3 separate regions of the Mus musculus genome follow, and regions 1 and 2 are each linked to region 3. A link is a contact called in public HiChIP or PLAC-seq data. All regions are on one chromosome and are shown on one strand. Each heading gives the region's core, a stretch centred on a gene start, on an enhancer-like site or on the middle of the called end of the contact. The rest is flanking DNA. Distances are from core to core; before and after follow the strand shown. Region 1 has its middle 7.1 kb from the start of Tmem255b. Region 2 holds the start of Fbxo25 (F-box protein 25). Region 3 overlaps Arhgef10 (Rho guanine nucleotide exchange factor (GEF) 10).

The links. HiChIP or PLAC-seq counts read pairs in DNA pulled down with a chosen protein or histone mark.
Region 1: an H3K27ac HiChIP or PLAC-seq map of regulatory T cell precursor shows a contact between it and region 3, with 10 times the contacts expected there. The contact joins two enhancer-like sites. A contact is called at or near these places in 2 of 39 promoter capture datasets (3T3-L1-derived adipocytes and stem cell-derived epiblast-like cells) and 2 of 115 datasets of contacts at active chromatin or transcription factors (pancreatic cancer cells and regulatory T cell precursor).
Region 2: a contact with region 3 is called in an H3K27ac HiChIP or PLAC-seq map of thymic regulatory T cells, with 7 times the contacts expected there. The contact joins the promoter of Fbxo25 here to the enhancer-like site in region 3. A contact is called at or near these places in 5 of 39 promoter capture datasets (embryonic stem cells, hippocampal neurons, second pharyngeal arch cranial neural crest and 1 more), 4 of 115 datasets of contacts at active chromatin or transcription factors (forebrain, large pre-B cells, pancreatic cancer cells and 1 more) and 1 of 9 other capture datasets (embryonic stem cells).

Annotation. Positions count from the first base shown.
Region 1 is chr8:13,426,398-13,430,264 of GRCm38.p6, forward strand. No RefSeq gene overlaps it. Among named protein-coding and RNA genes, the nearest start is that of Tmem255b, 7.1 kb to the right of the region's middle. Within about 2 kb of position 2,259, at least 28 of the 459 cell types and tissues checked have an H3K27ac peak or open chromatin away from gene starts, as enhancers often do. A contact at or near this core is called in regulatory T cell precursor, where this site is marked.
Region 2 is chr8:13,905,283-13,909,079 of GRCm38.p6, forward strand. Fbxo25 (F-box protein 25) reads left to right here and starts at 2,457. Exons shown (of 10, transcript NM_025785.3): 1 at 2,457-2,581.
Region 3 is chr8:14,966,567-14,970,569 of GRCm38.p6, forward strand. All of the region lies in intron 18 of Arhgef10 (Rho guanine nucleotide exchange factor (GEF) 10), which reads left to right. Among named protein-coding and RNA genes, the nearest start is that of Gm16350, 7.4 kb to the left of the region's middle. Within about 2 kb of position 1,630, at least 73 of the 459 cell types and tissues checked have an H3K27ac peak or open chromatin away from gene starts, as enhancers often do. A contact at or near this core is called in forebrain, hippocampal neurons, pancreatic cancer cells and 2 more, where this site is marked.

The sequences.
Region 1 (3,867 bases), core at 1,009-3,508, 1.5 Mb before region 3:
TCATCGCCACTGAGACACAGCTCTGTGGACTAAGAGCCATCTTAGCGTCTGAGCAGTGTCTGTGTGTGTGTGTGTGTGTGTGTGTGTGTGTATGTATGTCTATGTTGTGTGTATGTGAGCCTGTGTGAGCCTGTCTGTGAGCAGTGTAAGCCTGTGCACTCTGGTACCCACGTGAGCCTGTGTGGGAGACCCACAAGGTCAACAGCCTGACTGAAGTTCCTGTGCCAGGGTCAAACCCCAAGCCCCTGCCATTTTCCCATGCTAGACAGGGCCCAGGTCAGTGTGTGTGTGTGGATCCTTTTCTTCAGGAAAGGCCCTGCTGTGGAGAACAAAGGCAGGAGCCTCCCCGCAAGTGTGGCCATGGTCCAGAGCTGGAGACCTGCATGGTACCCTAACACAGCTCCACTCTTCACACCTGATCTTGTGATTCCCTGCTTCTTGTTCAGTTCTCCTGCCAGAAAAGCAGGCACTATGAAGCAGACTGCTCATGGAATCCAATTACTGTCTCCATTCATACACTTTACCTAGTACTGGGCACCAGCCTCCATGTAACCTTTCAAAACTAGTTGGCATGGGAGGCACTTCCTGAATGAGTTGCTTTGCTGGCCTCTGCTCCTCTATAATTGTAGCTAAGTTCTTCAAGGGCAGCTTTGTGTGACTTCTCTTTGCCACTCTCCTCCATTGAGAGCAGATGGAATGAGCAATTATTCTGTTGCGTGAATGAGTCAAGGTTGAATTGAAAATCAGTATTCAAGTGAGTACCTGCTCTCCTCAGAAGACGGTGTTAAGTTTTGAAATCAGACCTACCTGATTTATACAGTGTTTCTCCTCCTGACCAATCACTTGTCTTTGGAAATGTTTATTCAGTGCCTTGATTTTCTCATCTATGATCCCACGGCATTGATGAAATAGACAGTATGTGAAAAGTGTAGTCACAGTGCCAGGCACTGCGCTCAACCAGGGCGAGGCCTGTCTGTGTCTGACTCTTTGGTTCCTAGAGCACTCTGAAAGCATGGGTTGCCTTTAATGAAGGTTTTGGGATGGGGAGCCGCTAGGAACCTCGTTCCTGAGGTAACCCCGTGAGCCCATGGTCCCTGAAAGGAAGTCAATGCAGGAAACCTGGGGCTGTGGTAAATACTTTGCTCCAAACAGGAAGGAATCTGGGGCTGGCGAGGAAGTGTGTGCCTTTGTCATAACCACTTAGTTACTTTCCAAATGTCAAAGCAATTTGCAGGTCTCTCTGATTAACTTCAGGCCGGCAGAAGACAGATTTCTTCAGCCCTCACAATTGCTTGTTATGAAATCTAAATTAGATTACATTTTAAAAATACCCAGATTCCAGACTATTGCTCCCTATGGAGTTAAGCCTGCTGCAGCCAGGGCTGGGCTTTGGGCATCATGATGGCACGAGGGAGGTGGAGGAGGCCATCTCGGGCAGCATGTAATGTACTTCTGTACAGTAAACTTTTTCATGTGGTAGAGGGACACGTTCTAAAATAACAAATGGTGTGATAAACACATAAAACCAGCACAGCCATTTACCAGCAAGTCTTGTGCACTGTACACCATGCCCAACACTAAAAGCCTATCCCCCTCCTACTGGAATTTTCCTGAGGACACCCTTCCAGATGTACCCATAAATAAGTCCTTGGAGCTATGGTGGTACCTGTCACTGCAGTCAAGCTGACATCTGTAACAACAGTCACCAGCAGCCTCAATATTATGAAAAGGGTGCTTAAAAATCTCCCTTCGTTTTCTAGCTACACAGTTGTGTGAGGTTAGATTATGTCTACACACTCTAACCAACCAAGTCCACCACTCAGAAGAAGGAAGAGCCCGCTCCTACGTAATGGGAGCCATTCCTGGAAGCTCTGCGTTGAACATCCTGACCTTGCTGAGCGCCTAACTGTCCCCCGAGTGGGTGGGAGCACACATCGCTGCAGTGACACAGCCCAATGTGAGGCAGTAACTGCACCTGTGAACTTCAACTCATGGAGCTGAACGGAAGAAACCACAGCAAAGAAACACATTGCAATCAGTTCTAAAATGCTGTGCTGTGCTAAGTACCAGCAGTTATCAGTGGCACGGAGTCAGCTGTGAAAGGAGCTTCAAAAGACACAGGAGGAAACCTGGAAGTGACGGTAAAAGGTCCTGACAGAGAATAAAAAATTATTTAAGCCCCCAGACCTGTGTCCAAAATAGCCCCATTGTTCCAGAATGGCGGTTTTTGCCAGGTGTTTGCGGGTTTTGCCTTTATAGCCCAATGCTGGGTGTTTGTGGTTTGTGTGTCTATATAAACCCCTTGAGCTTGTTGTCGACTCCTCTACCCCTGTGTGGAATACGAGTCGTCCCCAGTGCACTGCTCTTGTTTGTCTGTGTCTCGTCCTTTGTTTTCCCGACCCCTTGAGCTCGTGGTTGACTCCTCTACCCCTGCGTGGGATACAAGTCGTCCCCAGTGCACTGGTCTTTCCTGAATAAACCTCTGGCAGTTTGCATTAAGACCGTTTCTTGTGAGTGATTTGAGGTGTCGCCTCTCCTGAGTCAGAACGTGGGGGAGTCCTCACGCTGTGGGTCTTTCAGTGGTATTACTGGAGTTTTTAGGGTGCAAACCTGGGCTCTGGCAGTCCTAACAACCTTGGTTTGGCTTCTGTCGCTAGTACAGCAATTAAAGAAACATATGTGAAAAACAGAAAAAGGTTTATTCAATGGGGCCACAGCAAGAGGAGCAAACAAGTATATCCAGCGACCTCAAGTCTGTCTGCAGGGCGGCTGTGAGGTTTAGGGTTATCAAGAGAGCACGAGTCAGTTAAGTAGCCCTGGTCTAGGCGGTTCTACTCACAGTTGACGGATCAGTGTCTCAGCTCTGGTCTCTCCTGAGAGATGGTCTCTTAAGTTGACAGAACTGCATGAAGTCTCTTTCTGGGAGAAAGTTCCCTCTCTGGCTGGCATCAGGGTCCCAGCCTTTCCCTTCCCTCCACACCAGAGTCTCAGGGAAATTTTAACTCCTCAGGGTCCATTCATTTAATACTCATGAGAATTTGTTTTTTAAAAATATCCTCTCGTCTACCAACATAGCTACAAAGGATGTGCGTCAGAACACGGCTAAAGAACAGAGGAGTGTGAGGAGATCCTGAGTGCTTGTGAGAAAGCGCCAAGAAAACAAGGCAGGAATCTTGGGACCTCTTGTTTCTTCGGAGCACAGGAACATTATTAAGAGTGTGTTTTGGTGCCCCTCTCAGGGACAGGAGTGCCTTTACTTCAGCTGTTGTTATTCATGTGGCTCTATGGCAAAACATGGTTTTGCCATGTGCAGCTTACTCTTGTGATTGGACACTTTACTCAGGTGACTCTACTTAACCCTCAGAGTATAAGTTGTCTGATGCTTGGAATAAAGTCGTCTAGTGCACGAGACTTTAACTCCGCCTTATTTTTAGGCCCCGCTCTCCCAGGTTCACACCGCCAACTAGAGTGGTAAGCAGATGTGTTCCCCATCATTACTGTGCTGCTGACTTTGTGGGTGTTCATGTCTTTGACATGGGGCTGAGAATATGGCTCAGCAGGTGAACTGCGTTCAAAGTCCTGGATGGTAGAAAGAGAGGATCAAGCCCCACAAACCACCCTATGACCACCATGCTTGTGACATGGCACATAGAAGAGCGTGCATGCACAACTACATGTATATATGCACGCATATACAAATAAACCACAACTACACACACATACACATATACACACACATATATACACACACACACATATATATATATATATGCATGCATTCACAAATAAATCACAACTGCATGTATATATGCATGCATATATACATAAATATGTATATTTAAATATCTATTAATTCTCCACTCCAAA
Region 2 (3,797 bases), core at 1,207-3,706, 1.1 Mb before region 3:
TCTCATGGAGGCATTTCCTCAACTGAAGCTCCTTTCTCTGTGATAACCCCAGCTGTGTCAAGTTGACACAAAACTAGCCAGTACACAGTCATTGCTGGGGTACCAGATGTGATGATATTTTGTTACATATCTGTTGTTACTGCTGGCTACCTTCTACTTGTTTTGGTTTTCTGCATACTTAATAAAGTCATTTATTTGAAACCAAAGCATTGCCACTGTACATGATCCTCTGGACTCTAATGATCATGCTGCCGTTCCTGCTAGTATGAGTATCTGTTGTTACTCCTATTGCTCATCCGTGGCACTGTGGGCTACTGTTGTTTGTGGTTTCTCATATTAACCTGTGAATTTCTAGTGTTACTTCATGGGCTCCTCTTTACGAGTTTCTGCAATCACTTGACTCTTCTTCTTCTTTTGTTTTTTTGAGACAGGGTTTCTCTGTGTAGCCCTAGCTGTCTTGGAACTCACTTTGAAGACCAGGCTGGTCTTGAACTCAGAAATCCGCCTCTGCCTCCCAAGTGCTGGGATTAAAGCCGTGCACCACCACCTCCCGGCACTTGACTCTTCTTAATATAATTGGTAAAACTCTTTTTAAGAGAATGATGCGGATGCTACTAAATTAATTAAATTAATACAGATGTTCACAAGAAATCAACTTAAGATGTTTTAACTCTTCTATAGTGTAATAGCATTTTCTTACTTCCAAATATCCTTCACTTTTAGCACATTATTCAATAAATCATTGATGAGTGATTTTTTCCCCTGGAGATATGTAACCAAATACTTATTCACCCTAGTTATAACAGCAACATCAGACCAAAGAAATAATTTCACCCATATTTGGCTTAGTGAACCAATGGGTTTAATTACTAGGGTGACTCACAGGAGCATGGGTGGACTCAAAGACTACATCACAGAAAAGCTCACATCAGGCTGACGATTTGCCTCTGGAACTCCCTGCAGATTGCTACTGTTTATTTAATCTTGGGTGGGAATTTTGTGAATCTTCTTTCAGGGGCTTTCCCACCCTTTAGGTTTCCTTTGCCTCTGAGTCTTGGGTGCCCTATTCTTGTCTCCAGGAGGGAAGATTTCAATTCAGAGGACATACCTAGCCACACAACATATTTAACATACTTTAAAATAGCTTTTAAATTTCCTTTTGATCAGGCAAGGTGCATAAAGGACAATTACGGGAGTCAGTGCTTTCCTTCCACCAAATGGGATCCCAGGGTTAAACTCATGTTTCCAGGATTCCACAGGAGCACTGTCACCAGCTGAGACATCTCACTGGCTCTAAACTCGGTTTTAAGTAGACCTTGTTAAATACTTTCACCTGATCATAGGTTTTCTATGTTCTGAGGGTTTGTGGCAGGCTGGGTATAACCTATGCTGCGTGTATTAGGTGCACTTTGGACTTAGTGTTTTCACCTTGCATGGGTTTATCAGGACAAACCCCACTGGAAGCTGGACAGCTCTATCTTATTGTCTCTGTTCACTTATTATCTTGGCTTGGTAACAGCGACAAAAACTTCAAACAGTCTGAATTAAGGTTAGCCTTTGCTTGCAAACACACCTCTACAAGTTCAATAAACAAAAGCACAGAGCCACTGGGCATGGTTTAGAATCGAGAGCCACACGCCTAGATTAGGTGTGTGGACGGAATAATGCTGACTTCCACCCATAATTGGTCTAGTATTTTTAAAGTGTATAGCGCAAAACACTATTAGACTAAAAGCACGTCAGAAATTATTTACATAATACATTTCAAATATGAATACCTGCTATTTAAAAATGTAAAAGACTAACCTGAATATATATGTTTTTGCTCATTACACACTAGGCACTTTAAAATATTTTTGTTTACTCGGGTAAGAACCATTCCTAGTTCCGTTTTGTTATCAAGGCAGAAGAGCTCCACAACCTGCAGTGGTCCAGTTTCCCTCTCCTTTCTACAGACCCTATACTACCTATTTGGAAAACATTCCACCTGTTGACACTGCTTTCCCAGCTTTCTAGGAACTGAAAGCCATTCTAGGCTGCAGGTCAGCAAGACTGTCTTTGAGCCCCAGGGCTACGAGCAAGAAGACTCTGGCGTGTAGGAGATTGGGGCAGTCCGAACAGACCCTTGCATTCACAGATGCCTAGCTAGGCAGGCAGGTAAATGGGACAGTGAGGTGAGGGACCCGAGTGTAGACCAGCGGTGTCCTTGCTAGCCCCAGCCCGGCGCAAGGGAGGTCTGTAGGTCCGGAGAGGACGTCTGGAAACTGAGGCTAACCACACGGGTTCCGCCAGACAACTTGGGCAATGCCAACAAGGCGGGTCAAAAAAAAAAACCACCAGAACCGACCCTGGGGCGCCTAGGATGGGTGGGTGGGGCTTGTGCTCACTGAGCACGCGCGCCCCGAGGCCTCCGAGTTCGGGTAGCAACACGAATCACGTGGCTCCTCTCCGGCCAATCAGCGGGACGCCAAGGCGGGGCGTCCAGCGGTGGCCCTCGGCGGGAGGCGGACGGCTTCCGGCAATAATTGGACGCTGCGGCTCGGTGTGGTTGGTGGCTGTCTCGTCTGGAAGGGACCCGCAGGTGAGAAGGGCCTCAGGACGGGGAGGGGCAGTCGGGCAGGGCGTCCCTGGCTCGCCCTCCGATGTCCGCCGTGCTGCTCCGGGGGCCCCGAGCGGGCTGTGGGCTCGTCCAACCTCGGTAGATGCAGGCGTCCGCCCCCCACCGCCGCCGGCCTGTCCCCTGCGGGTCCGTGCGGCCTCCCGTGCACACCTGTGTGTGCACCATCCTTCAGGCCGGCGTGTGCGCTCGCCGCGAGGCACGCGAAATTTGCATCTTTGTCCTCACAGCTCCTTTCTGCCTCTGTTCCAGGGCAGTTCCATCTCCATCCCTGGGCCTATTCAAACTCCCCAGAACTCAGACGTCTGGAGAACTGTCCCTGTGAAGGCCCCCCACCCCCCACCCTTTTACCTGCAGCGCCAAGGCTTGATTTCCCACCATTATCAGAAAAGATCCCCCATTTCCTTCACATTCCGTTTTCCTTCGTTCCTGGGCATGTTGTCCTACTACGAAGCATCTGTGATGATCTCTCTAGATTCCTTGGAGTAAACCCCATTTCTGACATTCAGCCTAAATATACAGTGGTTTTGTTTGTTTGTTGTTGTTTGTTTTTTTATATGATCTTTCACAATCAAATTTACCCACCTATACAAACTCTTCACGTTTGATCCAAGTTGTTGGAATTTAATTTACTTGAAAATCTTGTAAGAAAGCTAGAGCAGCGGAAAAATCAAATGCTTACTAGGTTGAAGATGGGCTTCATTTTAAAAAGGGATTTGTTACTGTTAATTATGAGTGAGCCTGTGTGTGGGCACATGCACGAGTGCCTGGGGAGACCAGAGGCTTCCATCCTGATGGGCTGGAGTTATGGTGTCAGCTGCCTGACTTGGCTGCTGGGAACCAAGGGCGGGGTCTTCTGCAAGAGCAGTTACAGTGAGTGAGCTCTTAACCCGCTGACCCATCTCTCCAGCCCAGGCCATACATTCTTTCTTACTCTAGAACAATGGAGATTATCGTTCTCGAAATTTTAAATGAAAAAATAAGAGTGAAGCTTTTTTTCTCCAAAAGTGAACCTGCCTTGCTATTTTTGTTATAAACTGTTTTATTATAATGCCCCTGCTATACGCTCAAAGCGTTTGTTTTGAAGATGAAGGCCATTGATGTACAATCCGATTATTTTTTTATGTAATTTACAAATAGAGCAACACACATATAAAGCCAAAAAATAGAAGACAAAGAA
Region 3 (4,003 bases), core at 380-2,879:
TGCTGCTGATATTGGTGGAGTGCCATGCCCTTTGAGGTGGTGACTTGGTGGGCATGTGACTTCATCTGTTAATGTCTCCCTTGATTAGCCTTTCCTCATCCCCCCGCTTTACAGCATGCCTTACAGATGGGATCCGCAGGACGAATTAAGGGCCCTGCCATCCCCAGGGGGCATTTCAGTTTAATGATGTGGTATTGTTGTTCATGTTTATTTATTATGAGCCTGTGATGAACCAAGTGCTGGGTCCTGCGAGCTGCCAGTGAATGTGGCACAGGCCAGGCTATCCTGAAGAAATTTAGGAGCAGACCTTCTGATGCACAGACAGTGTGCACTGTGTAGCACATCCCATAATGGAGATAAAGGGGAGACTGTGTTCTCAGAAACAGTGTCTTTTAAGAACTGTCTTCCGGAAGGACAGAGGGTTCTGCAGATTGAGGTGGGCACCCTGACTCACCCTTGCATGTGTGCCCTTGGCTGGTGACCCATTTGCAGCTGTACTGGCCTGGGTACTCCTGAAGGAGCCATGGTTGCGGGGTGACTGCAGAAGTCCAGCCAGCCAGCCCTGGGGTCCATGGGAGACTAGCCCTGGGTTGCCCCTTCTGTCTTAGGAACACGGAACTGGAGAAGGCCCCTGCTATCTCTTGTTGCTTGAGATGCAGTGAGTCCCGCATCTGAGAGGCATACACAGCAGGGATGACTAAATCCTTTTTTTTTTTTTTTTTTTGGGTTTTCGAGACAGGGTTTCTCTGTGTAGCCCTGGCTGTCCTGGAACTCACTTTGTAGACTAGGCTGGCCTGGAACTCAGAAATCCACCTGCCTCTGCCTCCCGAGTGCTGGGATTAAAGGCGTGCGCCACCACGCCCGGCCTGGGCTGTGTGAGTGGCATGACTCCCAGGCTGTCCGTACTCCCTTGCTGAGGTTTAATGGAATGCCAGCTATATCTGAAGTGTCAAAGGTGGTGCTTCGATGTTGTCCACGTGTAAAGCAAAGTGCACAGAGCAGCCAAGTTGGTTAGGCAGCCATTATCACAGACAGGAAAATTTTACTCTTCTACGTCTTGAGGGTTAGGCATTTAGGACATGTTGCTGGGTCAGGTGGCTCAGCAGGTACTGATCACCAAGCCTGACTGGCCTGCGCTTGCTCTCTGCTGCTCACATGGTGGAAGAGAGAATCCATCCCTTCAAGTTGTCTTGTGTGCATGCCGACCTCAGTAATGGGCATCTTTCTGCACTTGAGAGGTTTGCTACTGCTGCTGCAGACTCTGTCTAACAGTAGATACTGGGAAGGGGCTGGACTGGGTGTGTCTAGATCCACCTCACAGCAGGGGCAGCCTGTCTTTAGGATCCAATGAGCCGCCCTCCAGTCAGTCACACCAGCAGCAGGCTGAACTGGTAATCAGAGGTCCCCGAGTCTCCCCTGTGCTTCCTTTAGAGTTTTGGCCTCTGTGTGTTCTTTCCCCTTCCCTGGGTGGGGCCTGTTATCTCAGGATGTTTCGAGAAGCTGGGTAGAAGTTCTTGTTCCCATTGAAATCGTACGACTTTTGTGTTGTTTTGAACGACTGTAACATTCAGCTCTGGAAGCTTGGTCTGCTGTTTTGTGTTGGAGGCAGAACGTGGGTGTCACTGCCTAGCAACCAGTGCTGAGGAAGGGTGAGGCTGTGCCAGCAGAAGCAGCAAGGAGCTGCCCCGACACAGCTCCAAGCACCCAGAAAGCAGGCTTCAGATGGAGGCAGGGCATGAACGTTAGTCGTTAGTCGTATTGGGTTTCCACGATGGACTTTGCCTACAGAGAGGGGCCTGGGAACCAGTGGCCTGGGCTCCTGTGGGGACCCATGGGTTGGGTTAAGCATTCGGATCTCCTGAAATGACTTTGGAAAGTGTGTACTTTCCTGAGGGCAGTTTAAAGTGTTTTACTGACTTTTCAGGCTGTAGCTCATGGTTGGGAAGAGAAAGATGGTGAGCCATCTGTTGGGTAAGCTGCCCCTGTGCACGCTGGTCACAGACCCAAGAGGTGGGTCCTCATTTTCTGTGTCAGATGGTTATCTGTATTGGCTTACCTAGCACATGGTCCATAGGTGGCCTGGGGACTCAGGTGATGTAGGATCCCACTTGTCTTTCTGGTGGTCCCCATCAAAATAAGAACACACCCCCTGGTGTTACATCTGCATTCTTGCTGTATTTAACATACCCATGTCAGATGATATGATAATTTGACATCTGAACCCAAAACACAATGATTGAACAAGATCCCTAGTGTTTCTGTCTCCTAGAAAATTGTTTTTCAACTTGCGATTAACACGTGATAATTAGAAATGTTTGTGGGGCACAGAGTGACATTTCGGTCCTGACAGAACACATCCTGACTGATCTGAGTACTTAATGCCACCACCTCCTTGCCATTCCTCTGCATCTGGAGCTTCGTGTCACCTCTCTTCCAGCTATCCACTGGTTGCTGTAAACTGTAGTCAGTTACACTGCCTAGCGCTTTGTCTGCACCTATCTGGAGCCCCCTCTTCAGTCTCCTCTCCTCTCCCCACTCCCAGCTGCTGGAGTAACTATTCCACATACGGACCCTCGTCTTGCCTTTCTCACATGGTGTTTATCTTCCTGGGTCTGACTTATTTCATTTAGCACAGTGTACTCCGGTGCCATCCAGTTTGCCACAGATGGCAGGACTCAATGCTCTGTTACTGGGTGTAATTTTCCATTGTGTGTACCACATTCTCATTGTCAGCTCTGTCTGCTGATGGACACTGCAGTTGATTCTGTGTCAGGCGCTTGTGACAAGGGCTGGAATCAGCACAGGTGTGCCTGACACCCCCACATCCCCCCATTTATTCCCTGAGATACAGGCTTGGGTCGGATAGCCGGAGCATGTGGAGTGTTTGTTCAGGGTTTTCTGCAAAGCCTCCCTACTGTTCTCTGAGGGTGGCTCTAAGATCCCCATGAGCACCAAGTGATAATTCCCCTTTCTCTGAGTTCTTGCCTGTATTTGCTATTTTGTTTTTGATGATAGCCATTCTCACTGGTATGAGGTGAGGTTTGATGTGGCTTTTCCACAGTGCACATGGACTTATTGGGCATTTGTGTGTCTTACTCTTAGACATGTCTGTTCAGATTATTCGCCTGTTTTTAGTCGGGTTTCAATAGAGATGGCAGATGCTGGCCCTTTGTCACATGTTAACTCGCAGGTCAGGCATTCTTACGACTTCCAAGGCTCATCAGCCAATTGCTCCTTTTGCTGTGTAGAAACGGCTCAGTTTGATACAATGCCATTCTCCGGACCTTGATTTGTTGCCTCACCCCACACAGAAGCCAGATGGGAACCCTGGATTTTGCTCTCAGCAAGCAGCCAGGTATCAGACGCTTTAACCCAGGGAAGGGGACCTTTGAGGAGGCGAGGACAGGGACACAGCCTGGAGCTGGTTGCTCTATCAGAGGACAGCAATTCCTCCCAGTTCCTGATGGCTCTTGGGAGATGGAGAAACTCAGAGGGAGTGCTGTGAAGAAATGTTTGCCCTGAGATAAGCTTGGTGGCTGCTGCAGGAGGCAGCACCTGGGAGCCTGTTCCTACTGGCACTGACTGTTTTCCTCCACGCCAGCTCCTGCATTCCCAGATTTACAACCCACCCCTGGTAGAAGAGCTTCAGCCTGGGTATGGGAAACTCTCTGCCCCTGACACCCCTCAGCCAGCGTCTGGGACAGTCAGTGGTTCAGTTTCCAGACTTGGCGAGGGTCACGTCGGCATCTCCCACACTCCCTGAGGTATTGTAGATGTCCTGGCTGTTGACATAGCCACACAGCCCCTTCCTTGTTTGTCACATTAGATTCCATTCAACTTACTCCCTGCATTTCCTGACTAGTTCTATGGATTTCCATAGAAACGGAGGGGGCGGGGGGGGGGGGGGGCGGGGCAGTGCAGTGAAGGAGGCCGTGTCCGTGAGAAAGCCCAGGAATGACATGGAGCAATTGTGTGCCAGTCACTGGCAATAGAGAGTCGGCCC